Regions from separate parts of the Mus musculus genome. Here all the other regions are linked to region 2. Evidence: chromatin contacts called from public promoter capture Hi-C data. All regions are on one chromosome and are shown on one strand. The core of a region is the stretch at or near the end of the contact, and the rest is flanking DNA. Distances in the headings are between cores, read along the strand shown. Region 1 holds the start of Depdc5 (DEP domain containing 5). Region 2 holds the start of Hadha (hydroxyacyl-CoA dehydrogenase trifunctional multienzyme complex subunit alpha). Region 3 holds the start of Insig1 (insulin induced gene 1). Region 4 holds the start of Pisd (phosphatidylserine decarboxylase).

Region 1 (2,700 bases), core at 15-2,514, 2.7 Mb after region 2:
CTGCTCTTTAAGTCATTTAGGATGTGGTGCAGACTCTGAGATCCTCCAATGGACAAGAGAATCTACCTTTCCCACCTCCATTTTTTGAGACATGAGGAATAATTCATCTTTAGATAAGGAGGTTTTTGGCTTTGTTTGTTTGTTTTGGCCTACAAGGTGGGAACAGGTCAGGCCTTCTAGCAGGTTCTTCTTCCCATGAATCCTTACTCTGTAATGAGGCTAACACACAACTTACAGTTTTGTTTTGTTTTTGTTTTTTTGGTTTTTTTTTTTTTTTTTTTTTTTTTTGGTTTTCTGAGATAGGGTTTCTCTGTGTAGCCCTGGCTGTTCTGGAACTCACTTTGTAGACCAGGCTGTCCTCGAACTCAGAAATCCGCCTGCCTCTGCCTCCTGAGTGCTGGGATTAAAGGCGTGTGCCACCACGCAATTTACTCTGGTTGGATGATTTATGCCCCATCTAAGGAAACTACTGGGCCTTCTGCCATGCGAGCCTATTGTAGATTTAACCCATTGTACTCGGGCATTCAATGTTTTGAATATTTTTTTTAATCAAACAAACTTTAAGTTTACTGTACACTTGTTTTGACTTATGTACATTAGGTTTAATTTTGACAACAAAAGAGTATATAATGGGTAATGTAAATTGGTTTCTCCTTCCAAGCTTGTCTCTGTACATGTTACATTTGTACTTATCATTAACTTGTACTTCTTAATTATATTTAACAGTTTTCAATAAGTTAGTAACTCGCTCATGAATTATACACACCCCCGTTTTCTTGCTACATAGCCCAAGAACTCTAGGGAATGTTCAGCACTCTTGTCTCTACAGAACCTGGATTAGGAGGGGGAGCCACCACCCGCAGAGACTTTTGCACTTCTCAATAGCCCTCTGGACCAGGTTTAGTTATTAACTTCGTCAAACACATGGAAACAGCTCCGCGAGGTAAGAGTCGACTCTCTCGAGTTTCTCCTATTACGAAATCACTTCGCTCTTCTGAAACGAAGGTCTTGGCTGTGGCTCTATTTTCAAATTTTCCATGCAAAGCGGGCAGCCCTGTAGACGGTGGCGGGAAACGCCAACGGGAACTCGGTTTGAAGTCGGACTCAACGCCACGCCCCCAGCCTCCCCCCCGCCCCGCCCCCCCCACCTCCCCGCAGCCCCGGAGGAGGAAGTGGCGCGGCCACCGAGACGAGGCGGAGGCTGGGCTAGAGCGGCCAAGCCGGCTGAGCAGGGACTGGCGAGGGGCGGGGACTCGGGGCGGAGCCTCGGGAGCGGCGCGGGCTCAGGTGAGCGCTCTTCGGTGGTGCTGTCTGTCTGGTTCCTAGAGCCCTGGTGCGGAAGCTGCGCGAACTGTGGGGGCTCAGGTGGGATATCCTGAGGAGGTCCTGGGGAGATCTGTCCGGAATCTGGCCTCGGGCCGGGCCTGAGGCGCGCAGGGGCTCTGGAAGTGGGGGGGTTGGGGGGGGGAGTCGAGCGCCAACCTCGGGCTGAGACTTGAGGGGCTTGAAGGAAGGGTCCCTGAGCCAGGTTCGAGGCCCGACTCTTCTTGCAGTTCCCCGTGTGACCTTGGACCAGTCTTTCTCTCACCAAGCTTCCCGGACCGCAGCGGTGAAATGGAGGCAGGACGGTCCGCTGAGAGTTGGTACCAGTAGAGGGGTCGGCAAGGAAACCGCAGCCTTCCTCAGTTCTCTTTTCCCCAGGACATTGTTAGTGGACCGCGAGTCATGGGAGTGCATAACAGTTCGAGTGACCTTGGGCGAATCCCTTGTTTTGACGTTCCTCTACTTATGTGATGGACTAACCTCTTCGAATATCCCTGTACTATTTTGGTGTTCCTGATGCAGACAAAAACAAGGTAGTGCCCCTCTCACCACAAGCCTCCCTTTTAGGTATGCGGTAGAGAAAATAGCTTTAGAGGATGGACGAGATCTGAGCCCAAGTTCCCTTTAATTTTTAAAGCACACTTCTATTTGTTTGTCTCTCTTGGTAATTGGAGGAGCGATATAATGCAAGGGTTGGCACGCCTTTCAGCCGAACAACCACCAGTACCTTCAAGGTCTAAAATTAAAGAGCAAATTTAGGAAGCCTGACATCCTCGATGTTTTTATTTGTGTTTCAGTAGCAGGAAAGCAAGATGACTTCCCTGCTCCAAGATTGGAACAGCTGAAGAAATCACAAGACAAAATGAGAACCACAAAGGTCTACAAACTTGTCATCCACAAGAAGGGCTTTGGGGGCAGTGGTCAGTATTGATTGATATTTGGGGATTGTGTAAGTTGGCTGAAGTTATGATGTGCCTTAAAAATTACCCATATCACAAGGGAGACTGGACAGGTAAGAGTGGAGCAGTATCAGAGATCAGGGATGGTTGGAAATGAGAGCACAGGATCTTTTTGAAAAGCATTCTTCACATTCAGAGTTTGTTGGGTTGTATTTTGAATCCAGGTTTTACCATGTTTCCAAGGCTCATTTAGAACTCATTGTGTAGCCCAAGCTGGCTTTGAACCCATTATCCTCCTGCCTGTGTATCTGGAAATACTCTACCACACCTGAGTTAATTTTCCTCCTGCTTTTGTTTGTTTTGTTTTTGTTTTTCTTCTGTGTAGTGAGTGCTTGGCCACAAGTTTACTAGAAAAGGACTCTATGGACTGCATCCAAGTCCTTCCTCCTGGTTTTTTTTTTTTTTTTTTTTTTTTAAT
Region 2 (2,700 bases), core at 128-2,627:
TCTTTCTTTTTTGGTTTTTCCGAGACAGGGTTTCTCTGTATAGCCCTGGCTGTCCTGGAACTCACTCTGTAGACCAGGCTGGCCCTGAACTTAGAAATCCACCTGCCTCTGCCTCCCAAGTGCTGGGATTAAAGGCGTGTGCCACCATGCCCGGCTCTTTTCTTTTTTTTAAAAGACAGGGTCTCACTGTGTAGCCCTGACTGGCCTGGAACTATGTAGACCAGACAGGAACACAAAGACCCACCTAATATTAAAGGTGAATTAGCACCCAGTCCACTTCACTTTTTTTTTTTTTTTAATTTTTTTTTTTTTTTTTTTTGGTGGGTAGCAATTTTGGCTATTTACACATAATCGATCTATGGAGGTTTTTAAAAAAGTAGAAAAAGATTCAATCAATTAAATGCCAGGGGAGGGTAAGAGAAGTAAATTCTACACGCATCCCTTTTTTTTTGTGAGGAAAATTAAAGTGAATTCACGTTACAAACTAAAGTCTGGGAAGTAACTAGTATCAAGTATGATACACAATGAAGTTACATTTGCCCTTACAGATTTGGGATGTCTGGGAAAAGGCTGTTTTCTAACAACACCCCTTTAACCCTTTCACTGCCAGCTTGAAAAGGAATGCAGTTCCTGGAGCCTGACTGGGAATCGACAGAAATGAGATTAGAAATAGTTTCTAAGTGATCAAAAATTTTTTTCCTCATCAAAATTTCTTTGCCTAAGTCGGAGAACCTCCAGTTTCAACCTTCTATACATTCAAACTAAGATTACTGAAGTGGGAGAGCTGAGTTCTCTGGGGGGGAAAAATGGTTTTGACGGAAAAGATCAAGGAGTGGCATTGATCTGTAAGGCTAGTAGTCAATGTCACCGAGAAGGCTGATAGATATCTCTTATGGCGACTAACATGTAGTAGAGCCTCAAAAATGTGACAGGTCTTACTTAGTCCTCCGAACTTAGCGGTGTCAGGGCCAAGACAAACATTAAGGGAGACAAGAGGGGCGTGAGCTCAGGGCTACAGCAGAGACCTGCGCAAACTGCCAGACTAAGTGGAAAAGACTCAGGAAAGTTAGGGGAGAGCCTGACACTGCCGGAGCAGGGCGAGAGAGGGTGTGACAGTTCCTTTACAAGGACACAGGAAATAGGGTCTCGGAACAGTAGCCCCATTTCCACGGGTCCCGGGAAAGGGGTGGGAGGCAGACAGTGAGAGGCAAACGCTGCTCCCCGCCGCCCCAGTTCCTGAAGGCACTCCGAGACTCTCCCGAGCCCTCTCCAGGCTCACCTCTGGAGCGTAGGATCCTGAAGGCAGAGAAGCGACTGAGACTGCCAATCGCCCGGGACGCCACCATCTTGAGCAGAAGAGGACGAAAGCTCTTCTAGTGGGGGGCAATGGAGCCGAGGGCTTTTCTTTTCTGAGCCTGTCCGGCAGGGTGTCCTAAGTGCCGCCTTACTAAAACGCAGACTCTGAGTTGCCACCCGTCCTGTCGCCCTACCTCTTGCTCTCAACTAAGCGAGCCGAAAGGATGATTTCTCTGAAGGTGAGACTAAGGACCTCCGAGGAGAGGGCGGAGTGTCTGACTTTCTGCTCAGGCGTTCAGCGGGCAGCCCGTAAATGCCGCGGTGATGGCGGGCGGGGCGAGAGGGGGTCCTTGCGGAGCGGGAGCCGCCCCTCGGCGTGGGCGGACGTTTGTCAGTCTGGACTTGACCTTGTTGGCAGCGGCAGTTTTCGCGGACTCTAAGGTGCGGCAGCGCGCTTCTCGGTTTTCTTCTGATTTCCCCACAGGCAGGTGCCACTTTGCTCCCGACTCTTCTCGTCGATGCCCGCGGCCGCTTCCCTTTGCTGTGAGGGTCGAAGTCCCAAGAGCGGGACAGGCTGGTCCAGGCCTCCAGTGCGAACCGCCTCAGGGCGGGCGGTGGTCGCGTTCTCGCGTAGCTCGCGGCAGCGGTGTCTTCTGTCTGCATTTGTCACTTCAGGTTTACGAATGGATTGCGTGTGTGTGAAACGCTGGGCTGTGTCAGAGCGGTGTCGTTTCCCCTGTTGTTGACCTGTCTAGGCAGTCTGGCGGCTGTAGAGATTGAGAACGCGTCGTTAAGTGCGGGTCTCGGGGGTGAAAGCAGCCAAGACAGTCCTCCAGTCTGCTTGGTGATCCAGGGTTCACGGACATTTTCTAACCCAGCAAACATCTGGGCAAACCTGCCACCCCTCACTCTTTTTTCTGTGAAGTAGCCGTAGCTAGTGACTGAGACTGCGCCACAGGTGGTAGAATTAGTCTAGAACCTAAGTCTACTTTTAATTGAGAGTTCAGCTCTTCTGGGCGCCAGGGTGTGAGTTGTTTGTTTTGGTGCTGGAAAGATGAGCCCTGAAATAAACTGATTGTTTTCAAAAGAAAGTAAAGTCAGCTTCCGGTGTGTGCACCATTTTGTTTAATACGCACAAACCCCACGTTTCATTTGCACTTTCGGTGACTTGACAGGCTCAGAAAGATTATAATACCTTCTCTGTGGCAAGCCAGGATTCAAACAGAAGTGGCACTTGCTAGTTAATTGATTATTCTGCCACACAGGAAAGAAATGGCTAAAATGATTCTAGAAAGAAAGGAGCGTCCTGTTTTAAAGCTCTAGTCAAACTAAGTCTTCCACCACCAAGAACACTTTAAGCTGGTACTAAATGACCACTTCGGAGTAAATTGCAAAAAAGGAACC
Region 3 (2,700 bases), core at 2-2,501, 2.1 Mb before region 2:
ACAGATGCTTGGTGCTGGGGCGTGGGTGCAGGGTCTGGGACTGTCCCATCAAGCCAGCTTCCTGCAAGTGACTGGCATGTCTGTTCCTTAGGGCCAAGTTTCCTATGAGCGATGTGTCTGTTCCTTGGGGGCAAAATTGTGTGTATTTACACAGGTGTCGCTTTCTCAACATCTGTTTAGAGTACTTGCAGCTGATGATGGGTGGTAGAGGCAGCACCTGCTACATCCCACAGCAGAGACTCACTGCCTTTAACAATTTCCTATCAGCTGAAGCTGGGCAGGCCCTCCTGCTTTCTTGCTGTCAAAAAGGCTCCCATGTTGCTGTAATACACCATACAGTACTGATGTCCCCAACCCCCGTGTGTGTATGCCCATGAAACCTCACATGCATGGACTGGCCAGAGTGTGGAAAATGGCGAAGACCCAAGTTGCAACATTCCTTGAAGTCAAAACTGCTTCAAGCTCTTCCAAACAACGCATAGAGCCGCCTAAGAGAGGAGTGGACAGGCTGTGAGGGAAAGACAGCCAGGTCTCCACACCCGTGTCACGCTGGGAAAATGACAGCCCCCATGATCTCTGAGAAACAGCCTGCTTAGGAGGGTGACTTTGTTTTACACTTTTGGCACAAAGCCACATTCCTTACCTAAGGTCTCACACACACACAGTGCCTTTTCAGGCCTGCTCACCACCCTGTGGTTTTAGCCGGTGGCGTCTTGGCTAGGGGAGCCCTGGTCTGAGCTGTGAACCTGCAGAGCACTTGCCATTAGCAGCCAGCCCAAGCGATCCCAGGTCTTTTAAGCACTCAGGAGGGTTTGCGCTCCGGGTCCTTTCCTTCGGACCTGCGTGGACCTCATTATCTCAGAAACCGAGGTCCGGCAGCGCAATAGGGCAGCATCGGACCATCTGACTCGCTGGCCGCCCGCTCCGGTGCCCGCCCCGGCGCCTGCCCGAATAGCGCGCGCTCGAGCGCGTGCCGGGCACCAGCCCCACCCCCCCGGTGGCGTGTGCATACGTCATATGGGCCGCCCTCCTCCCATTGGCTCCGGCGGCCTCACCAGACCCCGAGCGGACAGGCGCGCGGACAGGGCGGGGCCGCTTGAAGACACGCCCCCCAGCAGGGCGCGCGGGCGGCGGATAGGCTGGGTGAGGTCACGTGGCTCCGGTGGCAGCCTGCCTTATAAGCGGAAACCGCGCGGGGCCGCGGCCGCTCCTGGGCCGTCCGGGCGCGGTACGTGTAGTGTCGTGGCGTGTACCTTCCATGCTGTGCCTGGACGCCGATGCCCAGGCTGCACGACCACGTCTGGAACTATCCAAGCGCGGGCGCTGCGAGGCCGTACAGCCTCCCGCGAGGCATGATTGCGGCGGCCGCTTGTCCGCAGGGCCCCGGAGTCCCCGAACCCGAGCACGCGCCCCGGGGCCAGCGAGCGGGAACCACAGGATGCAGCGCGCGGCCGGGCAGCTGGCACCACGACTTGGTGCAGCGGAGCCTAGTGCTCTTCTCATTTGGCGTGGTCCTGGCCCTGGTGCTCAACCTGCTGCAGATCCAGCGGAATGTCACGCTCTTCCCCGACGAGGTGATAGCCACCATCTTCTCCTCCGCCTGGTGGGTGCCCCCGTGCTGTGGCACGGCAGCGGGTGAGTGCCTTTCCTTGTTCTTGGGGTGGGGGAGGGGGATGAAGGGACACGTCAGCTGTTAAAGTCACCCTTGTTACAAGAAAAGGAGAACGGAGAGGGTAGGAAACCCCAGACGTTGGCGAGCGACAGGCGGAAGTTGGAGGGACTAGTGATGGAGATGAGGTCAGGAGATAATTGGCAGTTTAAGTGGAGGAGTCGCAGCTGTCTCGTTGAGCCAGAAGCCAGGATTGGCCGCCTGGAGAACTGGTGAGGGCAGCACCACGCAGCTATTGGCTGCCTGAGCAAACGTGCTACCTCGCTGGATAACTGAAAACAAACCATCACGTGCGCTCAAGAGGCAGTTGCCAGGGGACAGACTTCTCTGCCTTCTGCAGATTGTGGCTATCAGCCAAACCTTCTGGAACTCCGTGCCCAGTAGACTTGGGACAGGAGGAAAAAAGGAGCCTTTGGGCCTAAGCACACCTATGGTGTCACCTCTTAGGCCCAACGAAACTTGTAACAGTGCCACAGTCTTTTTTCTTTCCTTGATCATTTTGCTGCTTTTTGCCAAAAGTGTTGAGTAATTACAGTCCAACAGATCCTGCATAGTTTACAGTGTACAGCGTTGATAACCATTTGTCAAGTGTTTCTCCCCCCTCAGCCCTGCTTGTCCTTGTCCTGTCCTGTGTAGGTGGGCAGTATTTGCTCAGGTGCATCTTTCCTCCAATCTGCAGCCACAGGACAGCAGGAGCAGTGCCTGTCTGCTTTGAAGCCAGCTTTTATTGACTGCCTGCCTATGCTTTATATGCTGGGCTTGGGTGCTGTGCTGTAGCTGAGTCATGGGTTAAATGTAGGATGCAGGACACTTAACTGTTGATTTCCAAGGCTGCTTGCTCTCAGGCTCACCTGCAGCATTATGAGGGTCAGCCACATGACAGTTGTGTGCTTCTTGGTTGTTTTGGACTGGGGGTGGCCTCATTCATGCTAGGCAAATCATCTGCCACCAAACTACTATCCCCAGCATTTAAAAGTTCCTTGGGGAATAAGATGGAGATTTGAATTCTCTTTTCCTTACATATGAAACCT
Region 4 (2,700 bases), core at 50-2,549, 2.6 Mb after region 2:
GAATGTTTTCTTCTGGCCTCCATGGGTACCAGGGCACACACAGACATACATGCTGGCAAAATATTTACACACACACACACATTTTAAAAATTGAGCAATGTTGGTGGTGTAGAGATGGTTCAGCAGTTAAGAGAACCAGAGTTGAGCCAGGTGTGGTAAAGCCTTCAATCCCAGCACTTGGGAGGCAGAGGCAGGCAGATTTCTGAGTTCGAGGCCAGCCTGGTCTACAGAATGAGTTCCAGGACAGCCAGGGGTACACAGAGAAACTCTGTCTCAAAAAACCAAAAAAAAAAAAAAAAAAAAAAAAAAAGTACCAGAGTTTGGTTCCCAGCATACATGTCAGATGGCTCTCAACCACCTGTAATTCCTCCAATTCCAGGAGACTCTTGATGGTCCTATGGACACCTGCAACCACCCATATGCATACACACACACGGTGTAAAAAGGTAGAAGTAGTCTTTGCCAAAAAGAAATAAGTATGTAGGCTATTAAGTAACTCAGCCAAGTTGAGAACTGTTTCTTCTCTCTCATTTGGGTTAAGAACTCTCTCCTCTTCTCCCCTCCTACCCTTCAAAAAAGAATAAACAGCTGAAACATGCCAGTAATCTCGGCTTTTTGGAAGCACTTGGGAGGCTGAGGCAGGGGGATAGCTGTGATTTCGAGGCCAGCCTGGGTTACCTAATGAAACTGTCTGGAGCAGACAAAAAGCCAAATGAACAGTCACAATAGATGCCTCATGTCGCTCTCCCACTTCTAGCTGCCTAGGAACTTAAGTAACCCAGACGTTTGGGGTCAGCAGGATAAGGACCACAATTCCACCACAGACTTTTCAGATAAAGAAACCTAATTCTTTCGCCTCAAAGCTTTAGAACCCCAAGTGAAGGTCGCTTTGCCGTGCCGTGCTCTTCCAGGTTACACCAGCCTGGTAGGAAGGCAAACACCCGTGAAAAGGAGATCGACTCTGCTTCCACTCTAGAGACCAGCGGGCAGCAGAATATGGTGGGTTTGGTTGTCCCTGTGCACTTTCACCCAGCCTTTAGGCCACACCCATTTCACGGTCCACGCGGTGGCTTGTAGCACCTGTTCTGAAGCCGAAAGGTGGCTCCGTGTCCTTCCTGTCAGACCTACTCGCGGCGAGCCGGCGACGAGAACTGGCTTCGCTCTCAGAGCCTGGCTTGGTCTGTGCTGATCCCTACCCCAGCAGCCTCCCGCCCGGCCATACCTGCTCCGCCACAGCACACCTCCACGAAGCGAGCGCACACACGCGCGGCCCCCAGACGCCGCCATCTCGCCTCCTCCTGAGCGGACACGCCCCCTTCCGCCTTCGGACGCACGCCCTTGTCGTCACCGGGCCAATCAGGAACGTGAAAGGCTGGGCCCGGAAGCTTCTGCGTACGGCTCCGCCTCTGCCGGGCCCACCCCCGCGGAGTGTGTGGGCAGGCGCGCCGGGGCGATGGGACAGCCGCTCCTGTGCCCGAAAAATCTGAGCCACCTTGTGCTCAGTCACGATGTGTGCATGGCACAAGGATGCTGGCGCCCTCGGCGGCCAGAAGAAGGCGTTGGATCCCTTGGAACGGGGTGTCTATTCTTATCTCATTGATGGGGCTCCAGAGGCGAGGGGTTTATGTAAGAAATATGGAAAGCTGTTAAACTAGGCTCCCGGTGATGGTGCTTTCTCCTGTACTTTCCAGTTATGAGGGGAAAACGAATTTTTCAGTGGTACATAACAGTTTTGTTTTTGTTTTTGTTTTTTTTCCTAAGCGCTGGAGACCCGCAGCCAGCCCTTGGATATTATTACCATTTTAAAGGTCTGCGAGGATAAGCAACTTTCTCAAGGGCACATTAACCCCACAAAGGGCTCGCAAATTGTATAATAATAGAAAATCCAGTATTTCTACATCATTGGTGTCAAAACCCATGATCTGAACACCCCGCCCCCCTTTTAAGGCCCTAGAAAAATGGTTGAACCTGAATGCAAAAACTGAAGGAAGGCAGCCCTGATTTTTCTTCTAGTAAACACCAAACGGATAAGCTAATTAGTGCTTTAGATTAATTCTGGATAGTTACTTAAATTCACTTACAGCAAAACCAGCCACTAAAGAGAACCTAAACCGGGCTTGGTGGCACACCCCTCTAATCCCAGCACTCAGGAGGCAGAGGCAGGAGGATTTCTGAGTTCCAGGCCACCCTGGTCTACAAAGTGAGTTCCAGGACAGCCAGGGCTACACAGAGAAACCATGTCTCGAAAAACCAAAAAAAAAAAAAAAAAAAAAAAAAAAAAAAAAAAAGAGAGAGAGAGAGAGAACCTAAGAAGTCACAAGTTTGGTAATTCAAGGCAAACACCTCCCTTTGTCATACTTTTCCAGAGCCTGGAAAAGAAACACACACAACATAATTTTGGTATGGAATTGAGTGTTGTAATTCAAATGATTGAGGTGAGTTATTTCAAAATAACACTGGAATCCCAGTATTTTGGAGTGTCCTGAATTCCAGGCCAGCCTGGGCTACCTAGACCCTGTTTTAACAAAACAAAACAAAACAAAACAAAAACCCTAGTTTTATATAACACTATTTTTTTTCAATTCTTTAGAAAACATGTTATAAATATACTGTATATACCTTTTTTAAAAGGAGCAAAACTAAAAACACATAATAAAAAGAGGTGGTGAAATGGCTCAGTGGTTAAGAGCACTAGTTGCT

Evidence for each region. Promoter capture Hi-C pulls out the DNA fragments that hold promoters and counts their contacts. Capture Hi-C pulls out chosen DNA fragments and counts their contacts.
Region 1: a promoter capture Hi-C map of pre-B cells shows a contact between it and region 2, with 3 times the contacts expected there. The contact joins the promoter of Depdc5 here to the promoter of Hadha in region 2. A contact is called at or near these places in 3 of 39 promoter capture datasets (hippocampal neurons, liver and pre-B cells) and 2 of 9 other capture datasets (adipose tissue and liver).
Region 3: a promoter capture Hi-C map of liver shows a contact between it and region 2, with 2.8 times the contacts expected there. The contact joins the promoter of Insig1 here to the promoter of Hadha in region 2. A contact is called at or near these places in 1 of 484 Hi-C or Micro-C datasets (CD4 T cells), 2 of 115 datasets of contacts at active chromatin or transcription factors (astrocytes and thymic regulatory T cells) and 2 of 9 other capture datasets (adipose tissue and liver).
Region 4: a contact with region 2 is called in a promoter capture Hi-C map of the C10 cell line, with 4 times the contacts expected there. The contact joins the promoter of Pisd here to the promoter of Hadha in region 2.

Annotation. Positions count from the first base shown.
Region 1 is chr5:32,862,457-32,865,156 of GRCm38.p6, forward strand. It overlaps Depdc5 (DEP domain containing 5), which reads left to right and starts at 1,265. Exons shown (of 43, transcript NM_001170567.1): 1 at 1,265-1,365; 2 at 2,121-2,243. The coding sequence starts at 2,186.
Region 2 is chr5:30,153,603-30,156,302 of GRCm38.p6, forward strand. Hadha (hydroxyacyl-CoA dehydrogenase trifunctional multienzyme complex subunit alpha) reads right to left here and starts at 1,378. Exons shown (of 20, transcript NM_178878.3): 1 at 1,280-1,378. The coding sequence starts at 1,346. It overlaps Hadhb (hydroxyacyl-CoA dehydrogenase trifunctional multienzyme complex subunit beta), which reads left to right and starts at 1,651. Exons shown (of 16, transcript NM_145558.2): 1 at 1,651-1,737.
Region 3 is chr5:28,070,161-28,072,860 of GRCm38.p6, forward strand. Insig1 (insulin induced gene 1) reads left to right here and starts at 1,252. Exons shown (of 5, transcript NM_153526.5): 1 at 1,252-1,635. The coding sequence starts at 1,278. All of the region lies in intron 1 of Gm35223 (a long non-coding RNA gene), which reads right to left.
Region 4 is chr5:32,784,327-32,787,026 of GRCm38.p6, forward strand. Pisd (phosphatidylserine decarboxylase) reads right to left here and starts at 1,300. Exons shown (of 8, transcript NM_177298.3): 1 at 1,223-1,300. The coding sequence starts at 1,287.